Regions from separate parts of the Mus musculus genome. Here region 2 is linked to region 1. Evidence: chromatin contacts called from public HiChIP or PLAC-seq data. All regions are on one chromosome and are shown on one strand. Each heading gives the region's core, a stretch centred on a gene start, on an enhancer-like site or on the middle of the called end of the contact. The rest is flanking DNA. Distances are from core to core; before and after follow the strand shown. Region 1 overlaps Tex2 (testis expressed gene 2). Region 2 holds the start of Polg2 (polymerase (DNA directed), gamma 2, accessory subunit).

Region 1 (5,669 bases), core at 1,485-3,984:
CCATGGAGTTCAAAATTCCCACCTGGAAGCTAAGCCAAGTTTAAGCTAAGCCAAGTGTAAACTGTTTCTAACTCAGACCCAAACGAGCCACAGGAGCTCCTTTCTCCTCAACAAGCTCCGAGGACCACTGGAGAGGATAATGACACAGCAACAGTAGAAAGGCAAACACCATAGCGGGCTCAGTCCCTAGATAGTTACAGATCAAGGCCAGTCTGTGATCCAGGTCAGATACGCATGTGTGGTACTCTTAGATCACGGTGTGTGTTCACTTAAGACCTGAGGGGACAGAACATCCACAAGTGGAGGGGGATCAGAGGCCTCTCGTGTGAAAACTGATACCTTAATTTTGCTGAGTTTCATCTGGATTTTCTTCGACACCACATCAGACCAGTATTTCTCGCCCAAGAAGTCCCAAAATATTCTTCCAAGCAAAGCATTCACCCAGGCTTCCTGTTCTTCCTCCTCAGAGGGTGGGGCCTCTGGCAACTGGCAAAAGAAAAGAGACCAAAATTAGCTGTCAGAAAACTGGAGATTCAGACAGGTGCTTATTTCCATAAAGCCTCCAGAGGCCCCTCCTATAGAAACGGAACGCATGACTTGTCCATCTTTCCTATAAATTACAAGCCCCACACCGTGCTGGTGAGCAAGAAAAGGAGAGACAAGATCGGCTGTCACAGCTGCACCTTCTCTTTGTCTCCTTTCTGCTTCTGCCTTGTCCTCCCATGATCCAGCTACCACTGCACAGCCCTAGCTCAGAAGACCTGCCCTGCCCTCGCTCCCCTCCCTACTAATTCAGTGTCCGAGAGTTATCTGTCAAAGCCTGCTTCTCTTTCTCCCAGGTCAGGCTTGAGCCTGCGACTGTCAAGCCTATCCTCTTCCAGGAGGAATGAGTTTCCCAATGGCCAGGACTCAAGTGATCCCTGCAAGGTGCTCACACTTACTGACTTGCATTGTCTTGCCTCAGCTTAGCAGAGTCAGGAGCTTCCAAAGCCCTCCCCTCTCAGCATGTGATGCAGAGGAGGTAAGAACCACAGGGCTGGATGAGAACATGGCTCTCAGGACAGATGTTGGCCCCAACCCCAGCCCATCAAATACTCCAATGCCCACCGCTTGACCCACACACAATCTGTCTGAAACATCTGCTGTGACCAGTGGGTGAGCCAACTTGTCTCTAACTTCCTGGGTTAGCTGCCAGACTATGGAATCTGGCCTATTGAGGGTCAGAGGTGGGCATGGAGGAGGAGCAGCAGCAGCAACTATGAGGGGACCGTGAGGTTTGGTGGCGAGCACGTGCTGGTGGGTTCAGTACTTACAAGGGTGGCAGGATTAGTGCTGCTGACCATAGACACACATAGATATATAGGTGACTCCTAAAGATTACCATATCTGAGCATCACAATACCCCAGGAAGAGGGGAATCCTGCTTCCATCTGAGGAAGGAACAATCCCTAGTTCATGACTGAAGCCTGATTCTGGTTCTCTGCTTACTCTGTCATGAGGGAGGACAGGCACCAACATCCAGCCAATGAGACAGACACTTGTTGGGACATCTGAATTAGACTGCAGCCTTATATAGAAAAGCTAACAGACAGAAGGAAAGATGAAAAGATCTAGAAATGCAGAAGTCTAATGACTGCTCACACTTCTTTCCCTTTGTGATCTACGTAAACACATCTGGGCTCCACATGTTATGACTTTAGACCATCCACTCTCTTCTACTTCATGCCTGTGCTTGTGCATAAGTGCCACCGTGGCTTGCTCTAGGTAGCCAATTGGTTCATCTGGCTATGTGCCCAGGCCAGTGGCATGGCACACTGGTCACTAGGTACCAAGAATCGAACCTTGAAGGTCTGCCTGGTTGTAAGACCCCTACGGCTTATGTCGCGTAGCAGATCTGAAGCCTGGACTTAGGGTCTGATCTATGTGAGCCATGCACAGACTCTGATGTGAAGCCAGCAGACTGCTCAGCCCCCAATGTCATGTCATAGCTGTGCCAGCTCTTTCTCTGGGAGCTAGGGAATGGGGGGCTCACTTCCATTTTCCAGTAACACATCAGAGTCTAGGACCTGTTTTAGACTCCTTCAAATCTAGATGATTTCCAAAGTCTTCCTTAGAATGTCAGTGACTTATTAAAAACAAACAGGCTGGAAGAGCAGCTAGGTGGCTAAGAGCACTATTGCACTCCGGAGGATACACTTCAGTTCTCAGCACCCACTGGTGGCTGAGAACCACCATCAACACCAGATGACACCCTCTTCTGACCTCCACAGGCACCCCACACACCCCGCATTCACTCACACAGACACCCACACATGCACACCCATTAAAAATTAACACCTTTGTTTAGAATTGCTACATATTAACTTTTCCATTTTAGAAGAGGTGGCTCTGCCTGACTCTACCCCTGCTGCTGTCAGGTCCTGCACATTGACGGAGATATTTTCCACCACCGACTTCCGGATGAAAGGATAGAAGTTGGCGTCAGCCATTTCTTGTACCACAAGTGTGTGTACACGTGTGTGGACATGTGTTTGCACTCCTACCCCATGCTCCTGCACACTGTGCACTGTCATCTTCAGGCTCAGGGTAACAGGTTCAGGACTCCTCAAGCCCCATCAGATCATCTGCACAGACTACTGAAGAAATATCACGTGTCTGAAGAAAATGGCCCCCAGGCTACTTGGGCTGAGCCAAACCACTGCCCACGTCAGACTCTCACCACTTTTTGTCTTGTAGGCTACACAGAAGAGGCCACCTCTTCCTTTCTCAGGAGAGCACGTGTACCCTTTATCAGTCTTTCTTAAAATGTTCATTTTTTACAGGAAACACCCCCCCCTCTCTCTCACAGCAAGAAACAAAGACTATTTCACAATGACGTCCAAGCCAGTGACACAGGATGCGGTAAGACGTCTCAAGGAACTGACAAGCATGTTGCTTTTCCTTTTCCCAGTCCCTGTATCTAAGGCAGGCTCTGCACTGGGGCACAGGGAACAAAGACAAACACAGAGCTGCAGAACACAGACAATGCATCAAAAGGGTTTATGAACAGAATCTGGCCTCCACAGGCTGCTAGGATGCATTTCCAGTGACTGTCATCAAAATTTAAAGCTGAAGAATAAATGTGCGGAGAATATTCATTGTGCCGCCTCCTCCATCCACACGGGGAGGAAGGGTAGCCTCCCAAGCCTGCTTCCAAAGGCAATGTTTGGGGAAGCCAATGTTCCGGAGCTGAAGCAAGGCCATCCGCAGACACTGTCTATCTATCTAGCTCCTGGGGAGGACTGTATTTAAAATGAGCTTATCTCCAACGCAGCATGGACGGACTCAATTCTGTGGGAGGCCAGGGATGCCTTTCTGCTATAAGAGAGATTGAAACAACTGCTCCTGAGTTTGGTCTCACATGGCTGCTGTGTCAAGGTGGCAGCTGTGGTGGCCTGGTCCAAGAGCAGAGACAGCAGGGCACTTTCTTCACATTTGTGTGCTTGTTCCCCAGATTTGAAAAACAATGCATATTCATTACAGAACACACGTAAGTTCTCTCTTCCCAGCTAGAACAGAATCATTTCACTGTATTTTCTTTAAGCCTAGCTGCCCCCCCTTTAAAGACATGGTCTCACTGTATAACCACAGATGACTTCAAACTGGCAATCCCACCTCAGGCTCTTGAGAACTAGGACTACAGACTCGCACTGCCAGCCCAGTTTCAGTCTTTTTCCAGCGTACCAATAATTAAGAAATAATAATAAAAGCATGTGCCGGGGGCTGGAGAGATGGCTCAGCAGTTAAGAGCACCGACTGCTCTTCCAAAGGTCCTGAGTTCAATTCCCAGCAACCATATAGTGGCTCACAACCATCCGTAATGAGATCTGATGCTCTCTTCTGGAGTGTCTGAAGACAGCTACAGTATACTTACATATAATAAATAAATAAATCTTTTAAAAATATTTTTAAAAAAAGCATGTGCCTTTAATCTCTGCATTTGTGAGTTAGAAGCCAGCCTAGTCTTTATAGTAAGTCCCAGGTCAGCCCCGGCCACATAGTGAGACTGTGTCTAGTTCCCTTCCACCACCCCCAAAACTGGTTTTATAAGATAGTCTCCTGTAGATTGGGCTAGCCTTGGATTCCTTGACTTATGATTCTCTTGCTTCCATCTTCTAAGTGCTAGGATTACAGGCTGTGGCGCCATGCCTGACCAATGCAGCAATACTTTCAAGATTCCCCACCCATCCTCCAGACAGGGTTACTTTGTGTAATAGTCCTGGCTGTTCTGGAACAAGATTTTTGCTATTTTTTTAAAAGTGTGTGTGTGTGTGTGTGTGTGTGTGTGTGTGTGCGCGCGCGCGCGCGCGCGTGTGTTTAAAGGCTGCCCACCTTGTTTTTTGAGACAGGGTCTCTCACTAGGACTTGAGACACACCGCGTAGGCCAGACTGGCTAGTCAGGGAGCTCAGAATCCACCCGTCTCCGTCTCCTCAGTGCTGGATCACAAGCGCGCACCATCATACCTGGCTGGCTTATCTGGGAGTTAAATGCATGTCACCATGCCAGCAAGCCCTTACCTACTGAGTTGTCACTCCAGTCCCTGTCACACTTGCCTTTTCCCTTACTGTGTGTACGTATGAGCCCAGAGAGATTACCAGTTTATAAAGTTTTATTTCTTATGGTGAGGGGGTGGGGTGGGTAAGCACACGAGTGCAGTCACTGACCAAAGCCTAAGAATTGCATGAGATCCCCAGAGCTAGCATTTAGACCGGTGTGATCTGCCTGATACGGGAGCAAAAGCAGTGTGCACTTGTAACTGCTCAGCTCTCTATCTCAGACCATCTTCTTGACAGGGTCTCACAGACCCTAACCGTATTAACTAAACTAAGCTGTCTGGCCACTGGGCTGCAGGGATCTCCCTCGCTCTGCCTGCCTAGCTTGGGAATTTCAGATGAACATCAGCATGCCTGACTCTGCATGGGTGCTGGGGAATCTGAACCCAGATCTTCGTAAAGCCGACATTTGCTGACTGGGTCATCTCCCTCTGCATTTACGTATTTCCTAATTCAACTATTTATATCCTTACTATTGAGTCATAACATTCCTTTATATAGTTTGAGTATTAGACCAATATAAGAGAAATAATTTACAAATGTTTTCTCCTACTCTGTGGACTATTTTTTAAAGATTTAAAAAAAAAAAAAAGATCTATCAATCTATCTATCTAGTGAGTATACTGTAGCTGTACAGATGGTTGTGAGCCTTCATGTGGTTGTTGGGATTTTTGAATTTTAGGACATCTGCTTGCTTCAGTCAACCCCACTCGCTCAGTCTCTGCTCGCTCCAGCCCAAAGATTTTATTTATTATTAATTAAATAAGAACACTGTAGCTGTCTTCAGACGCACCAGAAGAGGGCGTCAGAACTCATTACAAATAGTTGTGAGACACCATGTGGTTGTTGGGATTTGAACTCAGGGCCTTCGGAAGAGCAATCAGTGCTCTTAACCACTGAGCCATCTCGCCAGCCCTAGAGATTTATTTTGATTATTTTCATTTTTTTGCATCTATGTGTGTCTGTGTAAGTGTGTGGCACATGTGTGGAGTGCCTAGGGAGACCAGAAGAGAATGTCAGATCCTTTTGAAGCTGGAGTTACAAGCAGTTGTGAGGCACCATGTGGGTGCTGGGAA
Region 2 (5,669 bases), core at 1,153-3,652, 240 kb after region 1:
TGGAGTACCTTTCTCCACCACAGAAGCCGATGACGCAACCAGAAATCAAGCCACTGGCTCGAAGTCCTTGTGGGAGTAAACCATACCAAGGAAGCTTCCGTCTTTTCACCAACTCTTTATTTAAAAACAAACAAACAAAAAAAGGAGAAAAAAAAATATTCATTCATTAAAATTCCATATCATTGTAAAAACAAACAAACAAACAAACAAACAAAACAGAATGTTAATGAATCACAAAGTGAAATAGTGAAATACTTGAGTATTTAAGTAGCAAACCAGGTTATCTGTCACAGTTTGTACCTTGTAACACTGCTGGGTGTCTGATTGCTGTTCGAAACAGGATGGAAACAGACTCCAATCTGAGCAAGACCGAAAGGTAGCTTTCTGTTTACCAGATCCAGGCAATTAACATAGTGCTCCAAGGCACCTGCCAAGAAACAAACCGATCATATAAATCTATTTCACTTAGGGAAACCAGCAGTGAACTCTGAGCCCAGCACTTGGTATCCTGGTACTCAGGGGTGGAGGCAAGAGGACTCTGACACTTTGAAGCAAGCCTGGGCTACAGACTGATTTCAAGGTAAACTTGAGATAAAGAAATCAGGTTCTCAAAAGAAGAAACAAAAGAACAGTCCAGTATCTTCAGAGAGAGAAAGAAAAAAACCAAGTGTGGGGCAGAGGCCAGCCTGGCCTACAAAGTGAGTTCCAGGACAGTCAGGGCTACAAAGAGAAACCCTGTCTCGAAAAACCAAAAAAAAAATCCTTAAACCTGGAAAGACATCTCAGCTGGTAGAAGCAGCTGCTGCTAAGCCTGAAGTCTTGAGTTCTATCCCCAGGACCCACACGATAGGAGGAGAGAACTGACTTCCATGTTATCCACACTGAACTCAAAATCTCATTTTCAGTCTGCAACTTTGATCTAAAAGACTGAGAGGTAAAAAACAGCTGATGTTTGGGGGACATGGTGAGACTGTTTAATCAATCAATACCAAGAATACAGGATAAAATATACTACAATCTAATTGCATTTATCACCGGCTTGCTTTATTTTGCTTTAAAAATTTAAGGTTACAGTATATACTAATTTTCACAAGCTTGGATTTGTAAGGTGTTGTTAGCTACTCCATACTGCTAAACGGCAGAGGCAGCATTTCCGAATTTGTTATATTTGACTTTAAAGATGTGTATCTCATCTTCTAGCTGACAAGCTAAAAAATTACCTGGCAAAAAACCCCACAAAAAAAAAAAAAACAAAACAAAGCAACAAACCAAAAACAAACAAACAAACAAAAAACACCAAGAAAAACCTGAGTTGCCAGGCAGTGGTGGCGCACGCCTTTAATCCTAGCACTTGGGAGGCAGAGGCAGGCAGATTTCCGAGTTCGAGGCCAGCCTGGTCTATAGAGTGAGTTCCAGGACAGCCAGGGCTACACAGGGAAACTCTGTCTCAAAAAAAAAAAAAAAAAAAAAAAAAAAAAGAAAAACCTGAGTTGATAATTGTATTTAAAACTGGAACAGAGGAAGTCTTTGAAAATGCCTTGGTATCAATGAAAGCATGTGACTGATTTATATAAGGTCCTACCTCTATAGTTTTAGGTTTGCTCGTCAAACTGAATGCTTTACAAATTTCTTCAGGAATGATGCCTCGGACCTTTGCCTCAAGGTGGATCACTCTGATGTTATTAAAAAAAAAAAAAAAAAAAAAAAAAGGAACCTGGTCACTTCTTTGCCTGGAAGCCTAGGGCCGTTGCTGTCTCCAAACTCGTGCAAGACTGCTTTTCCACCCCAAATCTGTTCAGAAGCACGAAACGCGAAGAGCCATACCGTGAAGAAGAGTCGCCCGTAGTTTCCCAGAAGTTTTTAATAAGTTCTCAAGAAATGCCACTAGCTGTTCCTTACTCGGCTCTCTGTCTTGCAAGATTTCGCGTATACTTTCTGGAGAGACTAACCTGAAGGCACTGTCCCTCGGCTGCGAAGAGCCCGGCTCCTGGTGGAGGGAGTCCACCGCGAAGACCTGCTCCCTGAACACCACCATAGAGGACCACCACTGTGAGGCTAGGTTCTTTCGTAACTCTACACCCAAAGGTCCAAAGCGCGCGTGGCACCCGCTCAGCAGAGCAGCCGTGCTGAGCTGCTGCGGCGTCCCGCTGAAAAAGTGCCTCCTCCGGCAGAGGTCTACCAGCGCCTCGCGGGCCACCGCATGCTCGGGGGCGTCAGGCTGCTGCGTCCCATCTGCGGGACCCGCGTACCCGGACAGCCAGCACCTGCAGGCCCTGCGGCAGGCCCTGGCGCCGCCACCGCAGCGCATCGCTTCAGGAGTCGGAACACCAGCACCTCCCGTGCAGAGCCGCAGTTTCAAACCTACACCAGCACCAGGGCCTGGGGTGCAGGCACAGCGGAAATGGACGTGCTGTAGACCACGCCCCCGGAAGAGCGTCACCCGCTGCTGAGCAGCAGCCGCCTTGGGCGTATCCCGGCCTCCGCGGCTGACGCCAGCGTCTGATTGTTTACTACCTTTGGGATTTTCCGTTTGGTAACTCCACCTGCCTCACATTCACTTGTTTAGCTTTTACCACAATCCTGTTACTATAGAGTTAGCATCAGGTTTTCCGAGCTGCCAAACAAAACGAAAAAAACCCCTTCCAAAATGTTGTCCTGGACGGTACTGATGTGAGGCTTAGCGTTCAGTCTCCAAGGGAATGTGTTGTGCACTTTTAGTTTATACTAATGCTGGCAAACATTATCACCAATGGCCACTCCACTCTCTCCCGGGTGTGGCTGGACAGACAGGGTGACCAGGTCTTAAAAAGGGCTTCGGGAATTTATTAACCACCTCCTTAAAAAGAATTTTTTTTTTTTTTTTTAAAGATTTGTGAGTTGCTGTCTTCAGACACACCAGAAGAGGCCATCACTACAGGTGGTTGTGAGGCACCGTATGGTTGCTGGAAGAGCAGTGCTCTTAACCTCTGTACTTCCCTTCTCGTAGAAATCAGTTAATACCTGACTAGGACAAAGGGGTGTTTTTGATACTGGAGTTTGATTATAAGGTGCAGGACTGTTGTGGTAGCTCACTCCTATGTTAACATATGCATAAGGGACAATCTCTGACTTCAAGGCCAGCTTGGCCTATGTATCAAATTCCAGGATAGCTGGAATGGGGAAGGCGGGGGTGCAAAAACCCAGGTAAGAGGCCTCTACGCGAATAAATAAATGAAGAGAATGGGGAGAAAAATCACATTTATTAGTTAAGACAACCACAGGCTGGACACAACACACATGCTAAAAAGTGGACTGTCTTTTAAAACTTCAAAGGTAATTTTTTCCAAGCCCCACAATCATTTCCATAATTATTTACAAAATAAAAGGTCCACATTAAGACATTGAACAGTAAAATATGTAATAAATGCTCCAATCTACACCTATACTTAAAAATCATGAATCTGACTAGCCATGCCATTGAAAACCACTCAGTACTAGAGGATGAACCAGTTTTCAATGTTATCAGCCCTGGAAAACACGCCCAGCTCCCACCCCCAGCACATTCTATTTTGTTTTAACATTTTATAAATAAGGCATTAACAATAAGCCCATTTTAAAAACAAAAAGTTAAATAACTTCCTTTAAGACTTTTGTCCTGGGCAAAAAACACACCAATTTTTTGGGAAGACATTTAGACCTACTTATAGCCATTCTGAAACAAAGCTGTTTGCTGGTGATCCTACTTAAATCTAAAGCTTTCCCCCCAATCCTTCTAGCTGTTAAGCCCATAGTGAACCTAACCCGAAAACTTTACTGTGCTTTTGGTTATGTCGTCTTCCTTGTGACTAGCCTACAAGACCCCTAAAATCCCCTGAAATAATGTGGAGACATTCCTGACTTCCAGGTGTGGCTATAAGCACTCTGGCAAGTCCTCGAGGACTAGGAACCTACAAGGTAATCCTGCACTAAAGACACAGTGCACACAGCTCTTGGGCTAACAGTCTTTCAGCTTCGCACATTTCGGCAGTTGACAACAAAACCAAGAGATGGAATAAAATTTTGATAAAGCAAAAATGTCATTACTTAAAACTGTTTTGCAAAAGAAATCAACATGTATTTATATAGTTACTGTCCTGTAGTTCACTCTTAAGGAAAATAGGCTATTAAATGACTTACTTCCCTGATACTGAAAAATGACAAAGCTTTTATCCAATAAATCTGGAATTATAAAATCCATTGTCTCTAACTTCTTCCCATACAAACAGATCATCCTAAGGGCCTTCTGAGTTCCTCTCCTAAATCCAGGAATGGGAAGTAGTCAACTTTCCTTGTGTAAAAATAAACACCAAAACAAAAATCCCCCCCAAAAACACTATCTAAGCCAAGTTGTACATGACATTATATATGTAAAATAAAGTACAATTTCACTTAATTCAGTCTTCAAATATCTTTTATTGGAAGGCCATGCATTGCCTTCATTTATTGTATTTGAAATCACTGTACAGTTACTTTTGTGAAAACACTGCCTGCATTTTCTAGTACAAAAAAAACCTAAAAATTGTTTCAGGAATGTAGAGAAATATCCAACTTAAATAGCGAAAAAAGTGCACCATAATTACTGCTGCACTGCAGTCATTTCTGCATTTCCCATGTTTCTTAAATAACTATCTTGTCTGATAACACACAATATAAAGAGCAATTATGAAAAACAGACATTTACATATACTTCTAAAGTCTTATTGAGAATACCCTGTTGGCATGGGATAGCCAATCATAGGCGCAGCAGCTGCGGTAGCAGGATATGCATATGCCTGTTGGTTCATACCATTGTGCATATTTGCAACATTACTTCCATATTGCTGAGTGCTATCATAACCGTTCTGGTAAGTCCCTGTTGGATTACCAGTCCTAAAACTGGTCTGTATGCCAGCAGATACAAAATTACTTCCAAAGCTCCCATTGGTGTAATTTGCAGCACTGTAAACACCATTCTGAGTTTTAGCCCCAAAATCTCTCTTAAGCAGATTAGAGTAGCCTCTGTCATAGTTTTCCCTGTCTCTAAAGGTATTAAATCCACCCCTTTTGCCTGCAGAGTATCTGTCACGACGATCGTCCTTCATGCCTCCTCTACCCCTGGAACGACCTGTCAAGAAAGTAAGTGGAAATTGATCAATTTTTATCTGTGGCATAAGTGTGGTAAGATAGGAGAGAGTTAGATAGCTCTATTTATGTTGGGTCTTAAGTGCTTTTAGATTCTTTAGGTTTCAAAATAAGAAGTACTCATTCTTCCGATCCCACTTTGTAGACAAGAGGTAACTGCCACCTACCAGAAACATCTCTTACGAAGATCCTTACCTGAACCTCTGTCTTCGACCAACTGAAGCAACTTGGGATTAATTGCTTGATTAGCTTCCCGAAGCACAGAGATAAGGTCGCTCACTTGCTTTATGTTATTAGGTGTAAAGAAAGTGTATGCTGTGCCTGTTTTGGTACTGCGAGCAGTTCTTCCAATTCGATGAATATAATCCTCTGAGGAGTTAGGGTAGTCATAATTGATGACAAATTTCACATCTTCCACATCTGTAAGGTGTTGCAGTGTGGCAAAATAGCAATGTACGGAGTTTTGCACACCACAACAGCCAGACCAAAAATAAAAAGTTAGACAATTGTATTCCCAAGAAGGTACGGGC

What was found. HiChIP or PLAC-seq counts read pairs in DNA pulled down with a chosen protein or histone mark.
Region 2: a contact with region 1 is called in an H3K27ac HiChIP or PLAC-seq map of thymic regulatory T cells, with 5 times the contacts expected there. The contact joins the promoter of Polg2 here to the enhancer-like site in region 1. A contact is called at or near these places in 5 of 39 promoter capture datasets (the C10 cell line, the HPC-7 cell line, HPC-7-derived erythroid cells and 2 more), 17 of 484 Hi-C or Micro-C datasets (CD4 T cells, CD8 T cells, astrocytes and 11 more), 8 of 115 datasets of contacts at active chromatin or transcription factors (DN3 thymocytes, acute myeloid leukemia, bone marrow-derived macrophages and 5 more) and 3 of 9 other capture datasets (adipose tissue, embryonic stem cells and liver).

The regions. Positions count from the first base shown.
Region 1 is chr11:106,533,532-106,539,200 of GRCm38.p6, forward strand. It overlaps Tex2 (testis expressed gene 2), which reads right to left. Exons shown (of 12, transcript NM_198292.3): 6 at 340-486. Among named protein-coding and RNA genes, the nearest start is that of Gm22711, 35 kb to the left of the region's middle. Within about 2 kb of position 2,735, at least 99 of the 459 cell types and tissues checked have an H3K27ac peak or open chromatin away from gene starts, as enhancers often do. A contact at or near this core is called in CD8 T cells, DN3 thymocytes, the HPC-7 cell line and 7 more, where this site is marked.
Region 2 is chr11:106,777,135-106,782,803 of GRCm38.p6, forward strand. It overlaps Polg2 (polymerase (DNA directed), gamma 2, accessory subunit), which reads right to left and starts at 2,403. Exons shown (of 8, transcript NM_015810.2): 1 at 1,825-2,403; 2 at 301-427; 3 at 9-114. The coding sequence starts at 2,308. It overlaps Ddx5 (DEAD box helicase 5), which reads right to left. Exons shown (of 13, transcript NM_007840.3): 12 at 5,335-5,559; 13 at 3,222-5,122. The coding sequence ends at 4,716. Mir3064 (microRNA 3064) reads right to left here and starts at 5,625; the gene lies at 5,559-5,625.